2 separate regions of the Mus musculus genome follow, and region 1 is linked to region 2. Evidence: chromatin contacts called from public HiChIP or PLAC-seq data. All regions are on one chromosome and are shown on one strand. Each heading gives the region's core, a stretch centred on a gene start, on an enhancer-like site or on the middle of the called end of the contact. The rest is flanking DNA. Distances are from core to core; before and after follow the strand shown. Region 1 holds the start of Mcrs1 (microspherule protein 1). Region 2 has its middle 17 kb from the start of Gm41398.

Region 1 (6,611 bases), core at 2,537-5,036, 240 kb after region 2:
CCAAGGCACACACTGGTGGAACTGAGGCTCCTGGCATTTGTAGGCATTTATGTCCCATGCCAGGACGCTGACCTCCATCTGGGACTAGCAGAGGTTAAAGAAAGGAGACACTCCAGAATGCCCAGTAGGTCCCCAGGTTAACCCAGAGGCTACAAAGCCCCATGGCCCTGCCTCCCAAGACCCTCCTTTGGGTCCTGGTTGAATCTGGCCCTCCTATACCAAGTTCCAAAATTGGGGAGCCCCAGTCCTCCCCTCTGCTGAAGCCAGCCCACTCACTTGGAGATGACAGGGTCGTAGAGCAGGGCGTACCAGCGCTCCTGAACTTCCCGAAGGGTGAAGCGGCAGCTGAACTTCACACCCAGGTGGACAGATGTCAGGTCGTTAGTCTGCAAGACCCCAGAACGGTTTGCTCTAGCTCAGCACTGGGAAAAATCCTTCCCTTGGAAGCCACAGGGTTCTGCTAAGCTAGTATGGGGACTGGAAATTGGAGGACAGGAGGGATGGAGCCCCAGGCCCATGGTGGGTACCTGCAGCACAGCATTGATGAGGAGGAGGTCATCTGCAGGCTTCCATCGGCCCAGATCCTTGGTCACCTGAAGTGGCTGTTTGCTTTTCTTCACACGCTTGGTCAGCCCAGGGGTTGGGGCAGGGCTGGGAGGTACAGGAGTACTGGGAGCCTTGGATACCTGGGTACAGGACGGGACCACAGTGAACTCAGAGCTGGTGTCAGAAGAGCTGGGGCTTCGGACCTACTGCATCACATACTGTGACAGCCGCAGGCTCTGACAACACCAGGGAGCCAAGCTGAGAGCGGAGCTTTCTAATGCCCACCCCCGCCCAAGTCCTTGTGTATCTTTCTTGACTGGGTGGGGTCCTCTCTCTGCTTGTGGCGCCCTCAGCCCCAGAAAGGAGGGCAGGTGGGGGGATGCCAGGAAACTACTCTTGCTGCTGCACTGTCTGGGGCCAGAGCAATGCCACCTGGGGGTTATTTTTACACCCTGCAATGCTGGGAACAAGCTGTCTGCTCCCAGAATAGATACGAGCTCCCTGCCTCCCACACGGAATGCGATCCAGGATGCACTGGCGAGGGACGCAGCAAGGGAGGGAGCAGGAGAGACAGGACGGAGGGGTCTGGGATGGGGGCTGGGCAGTGCAGTCCCTGGCAGGCCTCACCCAGCTGCCCAGCCCCTTACCTTCTTCTTCTCACTAGAGGAGGGCTCGCTCCCTGAGCAGCGGCCTGACTCCACCCCGCCGGCCCCCTTCACCCGGGTGGAGGATTTGGCCAGGCTGCTCTCTACCAGTTCATCATCGAATTTCTTCCTTTTGATGAACCTGTGGAAGGTCCTGCAGGGTTAACTACTGGTACCACACCCACGCACGGCTTCCAAGGTGCAGGCTCCCCTTGGGAACTAACTGCCTTCACTTTCCAGCAGTGTCTGGCTCAGTGGACATGGAAAAGCCAAGTTCTAGTCCTCTGAGGTAACAGGCAACCTTTCAACAGAGATGGAACCCCTCACTCTCCATCCTCGGTGCCATCCGGACACACCGGCAGAGGAGGTAAAGGAAAAGCACAAGGCTTTGCTTGGACCCCAGGCAGGCTCAGAACCCAGGCAGGCTCAGAAGGCCATTTCAAACCAAGGCTAGCAAGGGCGTGCCTAGCCCCACATGCCTCCCCTTCCAGGCGCTCTGAGCCCAGGCTACCTGGAGGAGCTTCTGCGTTTGGGGATAGTGCCCAGGGCCTGGGAGGATGCTCGCTTCTGCCCTGCCAGTGACTCCTCATCCTCGGAGCGGCTGGCTGTGCCTGACGCCATCAGGGACGAGTCTAGCAGCCCCTGAGAATCTAGGAAAGAGAAAGGGTGACCTCTGTGCACGGACCCTTGTGTCAGCCCCTCAGCCCTTGCCCGGCCTCCCTGAGGCTTGGTCTTTGAGGCAGGCATTCCTCCTTGGCCATCCAGATCCCATCCGGGCTCAGACCTCCTGGTGCCACGGGTCATGGGGTGCAGCACAGGTGCTCAGGTCAGGCTGATGAGGCCGACACACGGGGTGGGCTCTGAGCATAACTGCTCCCTTGGCTATCAAAATGCATTGTGCCAAAGAGCAGAAGCTCCACAGCAACTGAGGCAATTGTGGCTCTGCCGAGAGGCACATGGGTGGTGCTGGCCCAGGGGAGGGGGGTGGTAGGTGGCATTGCCGGGCCAAGACCGAGAGACACTCGTGCAAGGCAAGGGGTAGAGTCAGAGGCTGCCTGGCGCCCGAGAGCTTGGGGAGATGGCCGGGCCTCACACTACCTTTGTCCATCCTCTCACAGTCCCAAAGCCTCCGGCTCCAAACCACAGGGCTAGGAGGAAGGGTCCCACAGGCTCATCCAAGGGTTCTGACCAAGCGAGCTTGGATGCTGAGAAGAGAGTCTGGGAAGGAGAGGTAAGGCTCCCTCAGGCTCGGGTTTCCAACAGGCCAAACCTACTGACTGACCAATCCCTTATCCTCGTGCACTCGTGCACCCTGTCTGAGGTAGTGGGAAGAGGCAAAAGAGCTCTACTCTCAATTGCACCTAACCATTAGTAGCTATTACCTGGTCTGATGGCTCTGACAGTTAATCCCAGCATGTGGAGGCGGAGGTAGAGGTAGAGGTAGAGGTAGAGGTAGAGGTAGAGGTAGAGGTAGAGGTAGAGGTAGAGGCAGGTGGATCTCTGTTGACTTTAAGGCCAGCCTCGTCTACAGAGCAAGCCAGGGCTATCTATATAATGGTGAGCCTCTGCTCCAAACAATAAAAACAAAAAATATAAGTAGCTATGTGGGAGTCACTGAGGCCTTTGTGTGAATGATAAAAAGATGTGGGAAAAAACGTATTAGGCTCAGAGATCTCTCTTAATTTTACCAGTGAATCCTAAATTAAGCATTTGGAACGTTAACCAGAAAGGGTCAAGGGATTCCTGACTCATTTGTTTTCCTTTGCCTGTCTACTCAAATCAGCAGCACCAGCCTGCCCCCAGGCCACAGCCTGGGAAGGTAGATGGAATCCCACTATCTCGCTACCCTTTTGCTTTCCCTTCCATTTGCAGCTTTTACTAAAGCGGGTGGTTCCTTCGGACGATTCAAACGTGGTTTGGGAACTGTATGAATACCCAGCGCTTTGGCAGCCCCGCCCCTCCTGACTCCGGCGTCTCGTAGAGCAAAGTTCTGGCTCTGCCTTTAAGGACGCTCCACGACCAGCTCCGTGGGTACCACAGAAGGGGGGTGCAGGTGTCCAGTCCCACGAGCAACTAAGGCAAAGTGCTTGCCCTCCTTCCCTTCCCTCCTCCCGACAGGGCACCCCCAAGGTGAGGGATCAGTGCAGGTCTGTTTCAGGGACTCTGGGGAGCAGTGGTAATTTAGTCAACTCTTCGGCTCCATACTACTGCATCGATCTCGCCATCTGGCTCTGAGGCCCACAGGCCGGTGGTAGCGAACCAGGACCAACTCCCAGACAATTCTCATCCCACCTCAAGCATGCCACCTGTGCGCATGCGTAACACCGCAGGCCAGAGCCTGGCCTGATCGGACTTACGCATGCGCAGATTTTTCGGGGCGATACCGGGGCGGGGCCCCAAATCTTGTTGTGGGGTTGTGCCCCGAGGCACGTTGGGAAACTCCACTTCACCCTCCAGGTCTACTCAGAACACTAGGAGACGAGTCGCGGGGTCTCACCATTCCTAGGCTGCCAGCTCCAACAATTTCTCCGCGGCGACGGCAGGAGCCGCAGGGCCAAAGCCGGCTTCCGTGAGACACATCTACTTCCGGGTTGCGAACGAAGGGTTGGACGATCTCTTCCGGTTCGTCCTGGACCCGTAAGTGGAAGGGGCGTGGCCGTGCGCCTTAGTGGAAACCATTTTGCGGGGAGCCGGAAATACAGCTTTCCCGGTTGGCAGAAGCGCTTAGGGAGGCACCAGGCAGTGTTAATTATAGGAACCGCGGAGGTTTCCGTGTTGGAAAACGCAGCGGGAGGGCGGGGCTTGTGCTGAGACCCCGCCCAGGCGACGCTGGGAGGGGCGGGGCCGCCGTGCATTCGTAATTAGCACTAACCTTGGTAGGTCTCTCTGGACCAAATCTTGTATTGTTTTATCTGCCAGTGTTTTCAGATAAGGGATTCGGTCAGGCTCTTTGCTAAGCACAGGACTGGAGGAACATGTTGGAGAGTTTGCTCTAACTGTGGCGTACAGTACGATCCCGAAAATTCCTGTCTAAGGGGGAGATGCAGGATGGTGGCCGCGTTCCTAAGGAAACACTCCTTAGAAGGAGCGGCGCCAGTTGCTTACGCCAGAAGAACTCCATCTAGACTGCTGGGGTCAGTCGTGGGTAGCCAGCAAACCAACCGAATCCTTTTCAGAGGACAGTGTTCCCTGAGGAAACTGTTTTGAAAGAAAGAACTAGTTCCCAGAGAACAGGAGACGTCCAGACTTTGGGGCCGTGAGAGATGCCCGGGAAAGCTAGGGAGACTGGGCTCTAATAGCTCTTTCATGCCTTCTTTGAGGGGCACAAAAGTGGAGCAGCTCTGGCTGGAGGAGCTTCCGGGAAGAGCGTTTGCCCAGCGTGCCTGACATCCTGAACTTAAGTGTCAAATGGACGACCCTGACAAGTTGCAAGTCTTCTCTTCATAATATACTGTTACTTATTTAACGAGCATGTATTTGCTTTATCGCTCCCAAAACAAAGTTTTCTGGTATACAGTGTGCTTGTTAGAGGTTTGTCAACTTGAAACTAGCTAGAATCTTCGCGCTCAGTTGAGAAAATGCCTCCTTCAGACTGGTTGGTAGGCAAGTCTGGGGTGTGTTTTCTTGTTTGGATAGATGTGGGAGGTCTAAGCAGTGCCTGCCTTGAGGTTCTTGCCCCAACTTTCCTCGGTAATAGACAGTGACTTGAAAGTTATGAGATGAGGGGCTGGTGAGATGGCTCAGTGGGTAAGAGCACCCGACTGCTCTTCCAAAGGTCTGGAGTTCAAATCCCAGCAACCACGTGGTGGCTCACAACCATCCATAACGAGATCTGACTCCCTCTTCTGGAGTGTCTGAAGACAGCTACAGTGTACTTACATATAACCAATAAATAAATCTTAAAAAAAAAAAAAGAAAGTTATGAGATGAAATAGACCCTTTGCTTCCCAGGTCGCCTTTAGTTACAGTGTTTTGATCACAGCAATTAAAAACAAACTAGGACACAGTCTGGTGGGTTGTGCAAAATATAGTGTGGTTTAGTATCTATACAGATGACAATTAATTGGGCTTTCTTCTTTAAAGAGTTTTTGTTTGTTTGTTTGTTTGTTTTTAAGTAGGAGTGAAATACTTGTTGCTTATCAGGCAAGTTCTGTCCCACCAAGCCACATGGACAGCCCTAACAAGGGATCGTTTGGTAAAGAGCTGGATGGGTACTGTTCAATGTTTGTTAGATGTTTTTCTCCTAGGAAAGGCAAACCCTTAAAGAAGGAAACCCTGAAAGAAGAAAGGGTTATTTTAGCTCACAGGGTTTTTGGGGGTGTGAGGGGGACAAACATCATGGCAGGAAAGGCATGGTGGCAGGAGTGTGGGGTGATTGCTCACGCTGTGTCCAGAACTTGGAAGTGCAGAGAGATGAAGTATTGGTGTTCTGCCTGCTTTCTCCTTTCTGTTCAGTCTGTAGCCCTAGCCCAAGGTCACTCGAAATTAGGGTGTGTCTCCCATCTAAGTTAAACCTCCAGAAATAGCTTCACAGATGTCTTGTGACTCTAAATGAGGTTAAGCGGACAAGATCACAAGCCCACCTGATGTCCAGGCATACCACATTTATGTCGGTGGCATCCATCAGCTGCTGGTGCCACTGGAGCATAGCGATCACCGGTCTTTCTTGGTTTGTTTGGCTTGGGTTTTTGAGACAGAGCCTCTATGTAGTTTTGGCTGTCCTGTAACTTGCAATGTAGGTCCTGAACTCACAGAGATCCATCTCCCTCTGCCTCCCAATGTAAGGATTAATGGCGTGTGTCACCACACCCAGGTATTAGGCTTTAGAGACAGGGTCTCATGCAGTCCAGCTGGTCTCAAACTCAAGTTATCAAAAGATTGACCTTGAACTTCTCATCCTCCCATCTCCACCTCCCCAGTGCTAGGATTACAGCCGGGTGCCATTATCCCTGGTTTTGTGTGGTACTGGGTATCAAACCCATGGCTTTGTGCGTGTTGTATAAACACTCTACCAACTGAGCTATATCCCCAACCCTGAAACATCACTTTTAAATCATAGCATTCCCTAAAGTCTCATGTTAATTCTTTAGACCGGATGTGAGCTTTATTACTGAACATGGTTCAGTGGGCATAGTAAGCAGAGTGGAAGCTCTCAGGAGGACCACAGAGTCTGCCACTCTCCCCAGGGACTATAACTGGGGACATATGTGCCCCATAGCCATCAGGGATGCACTGGTTGTCAGTTACCACTCCTTTCAATTCTTCTGCATTAAACTTGGTAAAGCCCCACCTCTTTGAGGCGTGGCTCTTCCAGAGGCCAGGGAACTTGAACCTTACCTCTATGCAAGGCCTTAACCACCTTCCTCATTGTGAAACCTGACACAGATGGGCTTGATGACTTGGCCTAAGTGGATCCTGGCC
Region 2 (6,955 bases), core at 4,338-6,837:
GGGGGCTGGTGAGATGGCTCAGTGGGTTAGAGCACCCGACTGCTCTTCCGAAGGTGCAGAGTTCAAATCCCAGCAACCACATGGTGGCTCACAACCATCCGTAACAAGATCTGACCCCCTCTTCTGGAGTGTCTGAAGACAGCTACAATGTACTTACATATAATAAATAAATAAATAAATCTTTAAAAAAAAAAAAAAAAAAAAAAAACTTGTGATCTGCCCTGGCCTCCTAAGCAGCCATGTCAAAGGCATGCTAGCTTCGGAAGAGCAGTCAGTGTTCTTACCCACTGAGCCATCTCGCCAGTCCCAAGGATACAGTTTTTAATCAAGAAACTCATCTTTATTTAAAAAAATTTTTTTTACTTATGTGTGCAATGCTAATGAAGGCCAGAAGAGGGCATCAGAATCCATGGAAGTAGAGTTACAGATAGCTGTGAGCCGAGCCACCAAGTGGGTGCTGGGGACCAAACCAAGGTCCTCTGGAAGAGCAGACAGCCTTTCAACCACTGAGCCATCTCTCCAGTCCTGTTTGTTTGGTTTTTGAGACAGGGTCTCACTATGTAGCCCTTACTGGCCTCACTGGAACTAAAGGTGTGCGCCATCACGGCTGGCTTCTTGTTGCTTTTCAAACACCATGAAATGGTTTGGCTAATCAACTCCAATCTTTCCAGCTACTTGGCCAAAATGGTATGGCTAGTCAGTCATAAAGGTGCATGCCTTTAATCTCAGCACTTAGGAGTCAGAGGCAGGAAGATCTCTATGAGTTCCAGGACAGCTTGGTCTACATAGCAAACTCCAGAACAGCTAGAACTACCTAAAAGGACCTTGCCTCAAAACAAAATGCAAAAGCAAAATGTTATAGCTCAGAATCACCCACCCTTTCCTGATCGCTCACTGCATTCTTCCTGGCCAGTGTCCTCCTGCGCCTTGGCAGCGACCAGGGGCTTCAGGATGTAAAGAACCTGATATGGATCCTGGGACTGACCTGATAGCTCTGGCCTCAGCTCTGAAATCGGTCAGCTTGAACCACAAATCTCCTGGGCTTCCCTTGCAAGTTGGTCGCCAAGACAGCTCCACTCCTCGCATGACAGACTGGTTCCCGTGGGATGACCTCCCATCTTATCCCAGGCGTTCATCTCAATTCGTAGGTCCTTTCCCTCCATCTTGGTCCTCCAAGAACTCTCTGAACTTTGGTTTGCTGGGCAGCTGAGAATATCTGTCTCCATGACGACACGCTAGGATGTTTAAATGAAATGAACAGTAAAAACTTTGTCTTACGTCTGGAAGATGGAGGCCAAGCCCTGGCCTTGTTGATGACGCCTTCCCTACTCCCTCAAGCGATGTGGTCCAGTGTTCTGCCTTCGCTGCTGCCGTGCCTTCTTACATTCACCTACCTCCATGGAGTTATTTTGAACGTTTGAGCCAATCAGCACCCTCTGTAAGTGGGGCGGGGTTAGAAGGTCTGGAGCCTTGGCACCTGCGCAGAGTGTGCATAACGCCTCTCCCTACGTTTATCAATGGTGTTGCCTACTGGAACATGGCTGATCCTGAGTGCCTCCGGGTCTGTGTCAGTCAATGCTTCCCATGGTTTTCTTTGCCAAGTCCCCAAGCCCAGGTGGGTGAAATTGACCAGCTCTACTGTTAGCAACATTAGCTCTCTCCTGAGGGACTCAGGGAAGATGCTCACAGCTAAGAAAATGGAGTGGGGAATGTAGCAATGAATGTAGTAATGGGTGAACCGTCAGGAAACTGGACTGTGAGCCTGTTTTTGTTTGTTTGTTTGTTTTTTAATCTTTTTGTTGGTTTGTGTTTTGAGATAGACTCATTCTCAACTCAGACAGGTCTAGAACTTACTTGATAGCTCAGGCTAGCTTCAAACTCAGAACACTACTCCAGAGCGAGGGCTCAGACTCCCGAGCCACCACATGTGGCAGTAGAAAACTAAACACAGGGCAGAAGAGATGGCTTTGTGGTTGTGTGCTTGTGGTTAAGGGTCTCACAGTTCTTCCAAAGTTCCAAGTACCCACTTTTGGTGATGGCTCAAAACCACCATAACTTCTTCTCTGAGGGGATAGGTAGCCCCTTTCCGGCTTCAGCTGGCACCTACATTCCAGAGGATATATTCACACAGACACACTTAATTAAATAATGCTTAGGGCCAGATGGTATTGGTGCAAGCCTTTAACCTCAGGACTCGGGAGGCAGAGGCAGGAGGATCTCTTGAGTTCATGGCCAGGGTGGTCTACAGAGTGAATTAGGACAGTCAGGGCTACACAGAGAAACTGTGTCTTGAAAAATCAGAAAATAGCCGGGGCGTGGTGGCGCATGCCTTTAATCCCAGCACTTGGGAGGCAGAGGCAGGCAGATTTCTGAGTTTGAGGCCAGCCTGATCTACAGAGTGAGTTCCAGGACAGCCAGGGCTATACAGAGAAACTCTGTCTCAAAAAACAAAACAAAACAAAACAAAAAACAAAAAACAAAAACAAAAAAACCCAACCCCCCCAAAAAAAAACAAAAAAGAAAAACCAGAAAATAAAGAATATGTAATTTAAATGCTATGCGATTGAAAAGTGATGGAATTAAGCTGCACAAGCCACCAGGAGGTTCACCTGGGTCTCCTGGTCTTTGAGGCCTGAGGTAGAAATGCAAAATTGGAGAGCAGCAGCCATGGCTCTGCGTTACCCCATGGCTGTGGGCCTCAACAAGGGCCACAAGGTGACAAAAAACGTCAGCAAGCCGAGACACAGCTGGCACCGGGGGCGCCTCACCAAGCACACCAAGTCGATGCGGGACATGATCCGGGAGGTGTGCGGCTTCGCGCCCTACGAGCCGCGAGCCATGGAGTTGCTCAAAGTGTCCAAGGACAAGCGCGCACTCAAGTTCATTAAGAAGAGGGTGGGCACGCACATCCGCGCCAAGAGAAAGCGGGAGGAGCTGAGCAACGGGCTGGCAGCCATGAGGAAGGCGGCAGTCAAGAATTGATGAACCCGGGGCTGGTGAGATGGCTCAGGGGTTAAGAGCACCGACTGCTCTTCCAAAGGTCCTGAGTTCAAATCCCAGCAACCATATGGTGGCTCACAACCATCCGTAACGAAATTGGATGCCTCTTCTGGAGTGTCTAAGACAGCTACAGTATACTTACATATAATAAATAAATTAAAAAAAAAAGAATTGATGAACCCTCCCCCAATAAAAGATGATTCCTACAAAAATAAATAAATAAATAAATAAAGCAAAAATTTTCGTTTTCCTTCCTTCCTTCCTTCCTTTCTTTCTTTTTTTTTTTTTTCCCTGTCTCTTTTTTTTCTGGAAGCTGGCTTGACCCCAAGTATACTTTTCTGCTACTTTGGCCTCCTTTCCTCCCTCCCTCCTTGACCGTGTGACCACTTGCCCGCCATGTCTGCTGACCTCCTTGCTGGCTTGATCTCCTCCTCTCATTGCTCTGTTCTGTTTTCCTATTTGTGTACTTTGTTGTTGCTGTTGTTCACCCATGGACCAGACTGGCCTTGACCTCACAGAGTTGCCCCTGCCTCTGTCGCTTCAGTTCTGGGATTAAAGATGGATGCCCCCACGCCAGCTCTATTCTTGTCCTCAGGAAAGCTGCTGATGTCGACAGTTTTCTTGCTGTGAGTTTACCTTTTCCTTTACTTTTGGTTCCTTTTTTCTTTTTTTTTTAAGATTTATTTTATTAATATATGTAAGTACACTGTAGCTGTCTTCAGACACTCCAGAAGAGGGAGTCAGATCTTGTTGCGGGTGGTTGCTGGGATTTGAACTCTGGACCTTCGGAAGAGCAGTCGGGTGCTTTTACCCACTGAGCCATCTCACCAGCCCCTGGTTCCTTTTTTCAAGCAGGGCTTCTCTGTGCAGCCCTGGCTGTCCTGGGATACGCTCTGTAGACCAGGCTGGCCTCAAACTCAGAAATCCGCCTGCCTCTGCCTCCCAAGTGCTGGGATTAAAGGCGTGTGCCACCATGCCCAGCTTAATTATGTATATTGTGTGGGTACAGGTGCTCTTGGAGGCCAGAGGCAGATCTGCCTGAAACTGGAAGAGCACAAGGGTATCTGCTACCTAACAGGGTTGCTGGGAACTGCATTCAGGTACTATGAAAGAGCAGTAAGTGCTAACAACTGTTGAGCCAACTCCCCAGCTCCTAAAAATAAGTCTTTAAAAATAAAATTGAGGGTGGGGGGTTGGAGAGATGGCCCAGCTGTCAAGAGCACTGACTGCTCTTCCAGAGGTCCTGAGTTCAATTCCCAGCAACCACATGGTGGCTCACAACCATCTGCAATGGGATCCAATGCCCTCTTCTGGTGTGTATCTGAAGATAGCTACAGTGTACTCACATATATAAAATATAAAAGTGGGTGGGGTAGCAGCATGGGCCTTTAATCCCAGCACTCGGGAGGCAGAAGCAGGCAGATGATTCTGAAGACCAGGTCAGCCTGGTCTTCATAGCAAGTTCTAGTCCAGCCAGGGATACATAGTGAGACTCTGTAATAATAAAATTAAATTGAAATTAAAAAAGAAGCCAGGCACAGTGACTCATGCCTATAATTCTATCACTTAGGAAGCTGAGGCAGGGGGCTGGAGAGATGGCTCAACAGTTAAGAGCATTGGCTGATCTTCCAGAGGTCCTGAGTTCAATTCCCAACAACCACATGGTGTCTCACAGCCACCCATAATGAGATCTGATGCACTTTTCTGGTGTGTGTCTGAAGACAGCTACAGTGTACTCGTGTAAATAAAAATAAATAAATAATATTTTTAAAAAAGGAAGCTGAGGCAGGAGAATTGCCACAACTTTGAGGTCATACTAGATGACATAGCGTATTCTAAGTCAGTCTGGACGACAGAGACTTTATCTAACCAAAACACAAACAAACAAAAGAAAACAAAGCACTGAATGCAGTTGACACCTGCAATCCCAAAACTTGTGAGGTAGAGTCAGGAAGATCAAAAGTTTAAAGTCATTTTGGGCTACATAGTAACCGCCAGAATTGGCTCCATGAAACCCTGTCTGAAAACAAACAAATGTATGTGTGTGTGTGTGTGTGTGTGTGTGTGTGTGTGTGTGTACATGTGCACACGTGTGCCAGTGTATGTTTTATTCTGAGGAAACTAGTTTTGCATTTCAAATTGTGAACCCTAAAGGAGATAGCTAATGTCTTTCTTTTATGTTTCCCTCGTATTAACTCCGTATAAATGGGTTTTTTGTTGTTGTTGTTTTGTTTTGTTTTTTGTTTTTTCGAGACAGGGCTGTAGTCCTGGCTGTCTTGGAACTCACTTTGTAGACCAGGCTGGCCTCGAACTCAGAAATCTGCCTGCCTCTGCCTCTGCCTCCCGAGTGCTGGGATTAAAGTAGTGCGCCACCACGCCCGGCTTCGTATAGAAGTCTTGAGTTGAAGCAAGCAGTTTGTTGACCTTGAGTAGAACTGAGCTTCTCTTCTGTCGCGCCTCCGGAGCCTCTGTTGGAGCACAGCTGCAGAAGCGAAGCAGGGCTCTTCAGGGCTCTTCAGGGCTCTTGACACCTCACCCTCTCTCAGCCCCAGCTGTGGCCACAGAGAAGCCGTAACCAGGATGTTTTTTCCTCTCTGCTTTTCTGGACTTCTCTGATTTGCTGACTTGAAAGACTTTATGACTAGAACAAGCCACACCCACAGGAGCTGCCTACCACTCTCTTCCTGATACCTAAACCCTTCTCTGCAACACTCTTCAGAGCTTCCTATAAAAGGCTCAGCAACTGAACTCAGAATTCAGATATTTGTGCTTGGCAACAAGCAAGGGAAAATTCTTTAGAGATGACCTTTCCCTCGACCTTCAGCTTGTTCTATAATAGGGCTTTGAGAGTTTGTGACTATTCTCTGAAAAGTATAAAGAAGATTGATGTTTTGTTTTTGTAAGATTTATTTATTTTATGTATGTGAGTACACTGTAGCTATCTTCAGACACACCAGAGGAGGGCACCAGACCCCATTACAGATGTTTGTGAGCCACCATGTGGTTGCTGGGAATTGCACTCAGGACCTCTGGAAGAGCAGTCAGTGCTCTTAACCGCTGAGCCATCTCTCCAGCCTTAGATTGAAGTGTTAAGATCCCAGAGATAAGCGATTTTGGTGGAAAGATCACTTGAGGCAGGAGTTCAGGAACTGAGCTGCATAGATCAGTCATCCATCAAACAAACAAACAATATCACAGATCCCTGAGCCAGATGTTCCGTGTAATCCTACCTACTTGGGCTGCTGAGGCAAGAGGTTCACACGTTCAAGGCCTACCTGGGTTATCAGTAAGTGTATATTCAGTCAGGACAGCTTGTTGAGAACCTGTTTCAAAATAAAAAGTTAAGGGCTGGAGAGATGGCTCAGTAGTTAAGAGCACTGACTGCTCTTCAAGAGGTCTTGAGTTCAATTCCCAGCAACCACATGGTGGCTCACAAGCATCTGTAATGGGATCTGGTGCCCCCTTCTGGTGTGTCTGAAGACAGCTACAGTGTACTCATATGAATAAAAAAAAAAGTTAAGGGCTAGAGAGAGATGGCTCAGTGGTTAAGAGCACTGACTGCTCTTCCGAAGGTCCTGAGTTCAAATCCCAGCAATCACATGGTGACTCACAACCATCTGTAATGAGAGCTGACACCACCTTCTTCTGGTGTGTCTGAAGACAGCTACAGTGTACTTATACATAATAATAAATAAATCTTTAAAAATAAATAGAAGTGAAAAAAGAGTTTGCTAGCAAATGTCTTTAGTCCCAGCACTTGGCAGAGGCAGGCAGATCTCTGTCGGAGAGATGGCTGCTGGGGGTAAAGGTGCTTACTTGCTATGGAGCCTGCTTGAGTCTTAAGATCCTCGTGGTGGAAGGAGAGAACTGACTCCTGCAAGTTGTCCTGTGACTGTCACACTCAAGTCATGAACACACACCACACACCCAAATAAATACACAAATGTTTAAAAAG

The links. HiChIP or PLAC-seq counts read pairs in DNA pulled down with a chosen protein or histone mark.
Region 1: a contact with region 2 is called in an H3K4me3 HiChIP or PLAC-seq map of the SCID.adh cell line, with 10 read pairs. The contact joins the promoter of Mcrs1 here to the enhancer-like site in region 2. A contact is called at or near these places in 6 of 39 promoter capture datasets (the SN4741 cell line, frontonasal cranial neural crest, liver and 3 more), 3 of 484 Hi-C or Micro-C datasets (the N1E-115 cell line, cerebral cortex and olfactory sensory neurons), 18 of 115 datasets of contacts at active chromatin or transcription factors (the 230-238 cell line, the SCID.adh cell line, T-cell acute lymphoblastic leukemia and 9 more) and 2 of 9 other capture datasets (liver and pancreatic islet).

What each region holds. Positions count from the first base shown.
Region 1 is chr15:99,248,175-99,254,785 of GRCm38.p6, forward strand. It overlaps Mcrs1 (microspherule protein 1), which reads right to left and starts at 3,787. Exons shown (of 15, transcript NM_016766.3): 1 at 3,688-3,787; 2 at 2,289-2,408; 3 at 1,702-1,840; 4 at 1,194-1,332; 5 at 528-686; 6 at 277-386. The coding sequence starts at 2,298. 1700120C14Rik (RIKEN cDNA 1700120C14 gene) reads left to right here and starts at 3,614. Exons shown (of 3, transcript NR_045627.2): 1 at 3,614-3,827.
Region 2 is chr15:99,003,389-99,010,343 of GRCm38.p6, forward strand. It overlaps the pseudogene Gm8973. Among named protein-coding and RNA genes, the nearest start is that of Gm41398, 17 kb to the right of the region's middle. Within about 2 kb of position 5,588, at least 91 of the 459 cell types and tissues checked have an H3K27ac peak or open chromatin away from gene starts, as enhancers often do. A contact at or near this core is called in the 230-238 cell line, the SCID.adh cell line, T-cell acute lymphoblastic leukemia and 2 more, where this site is marked.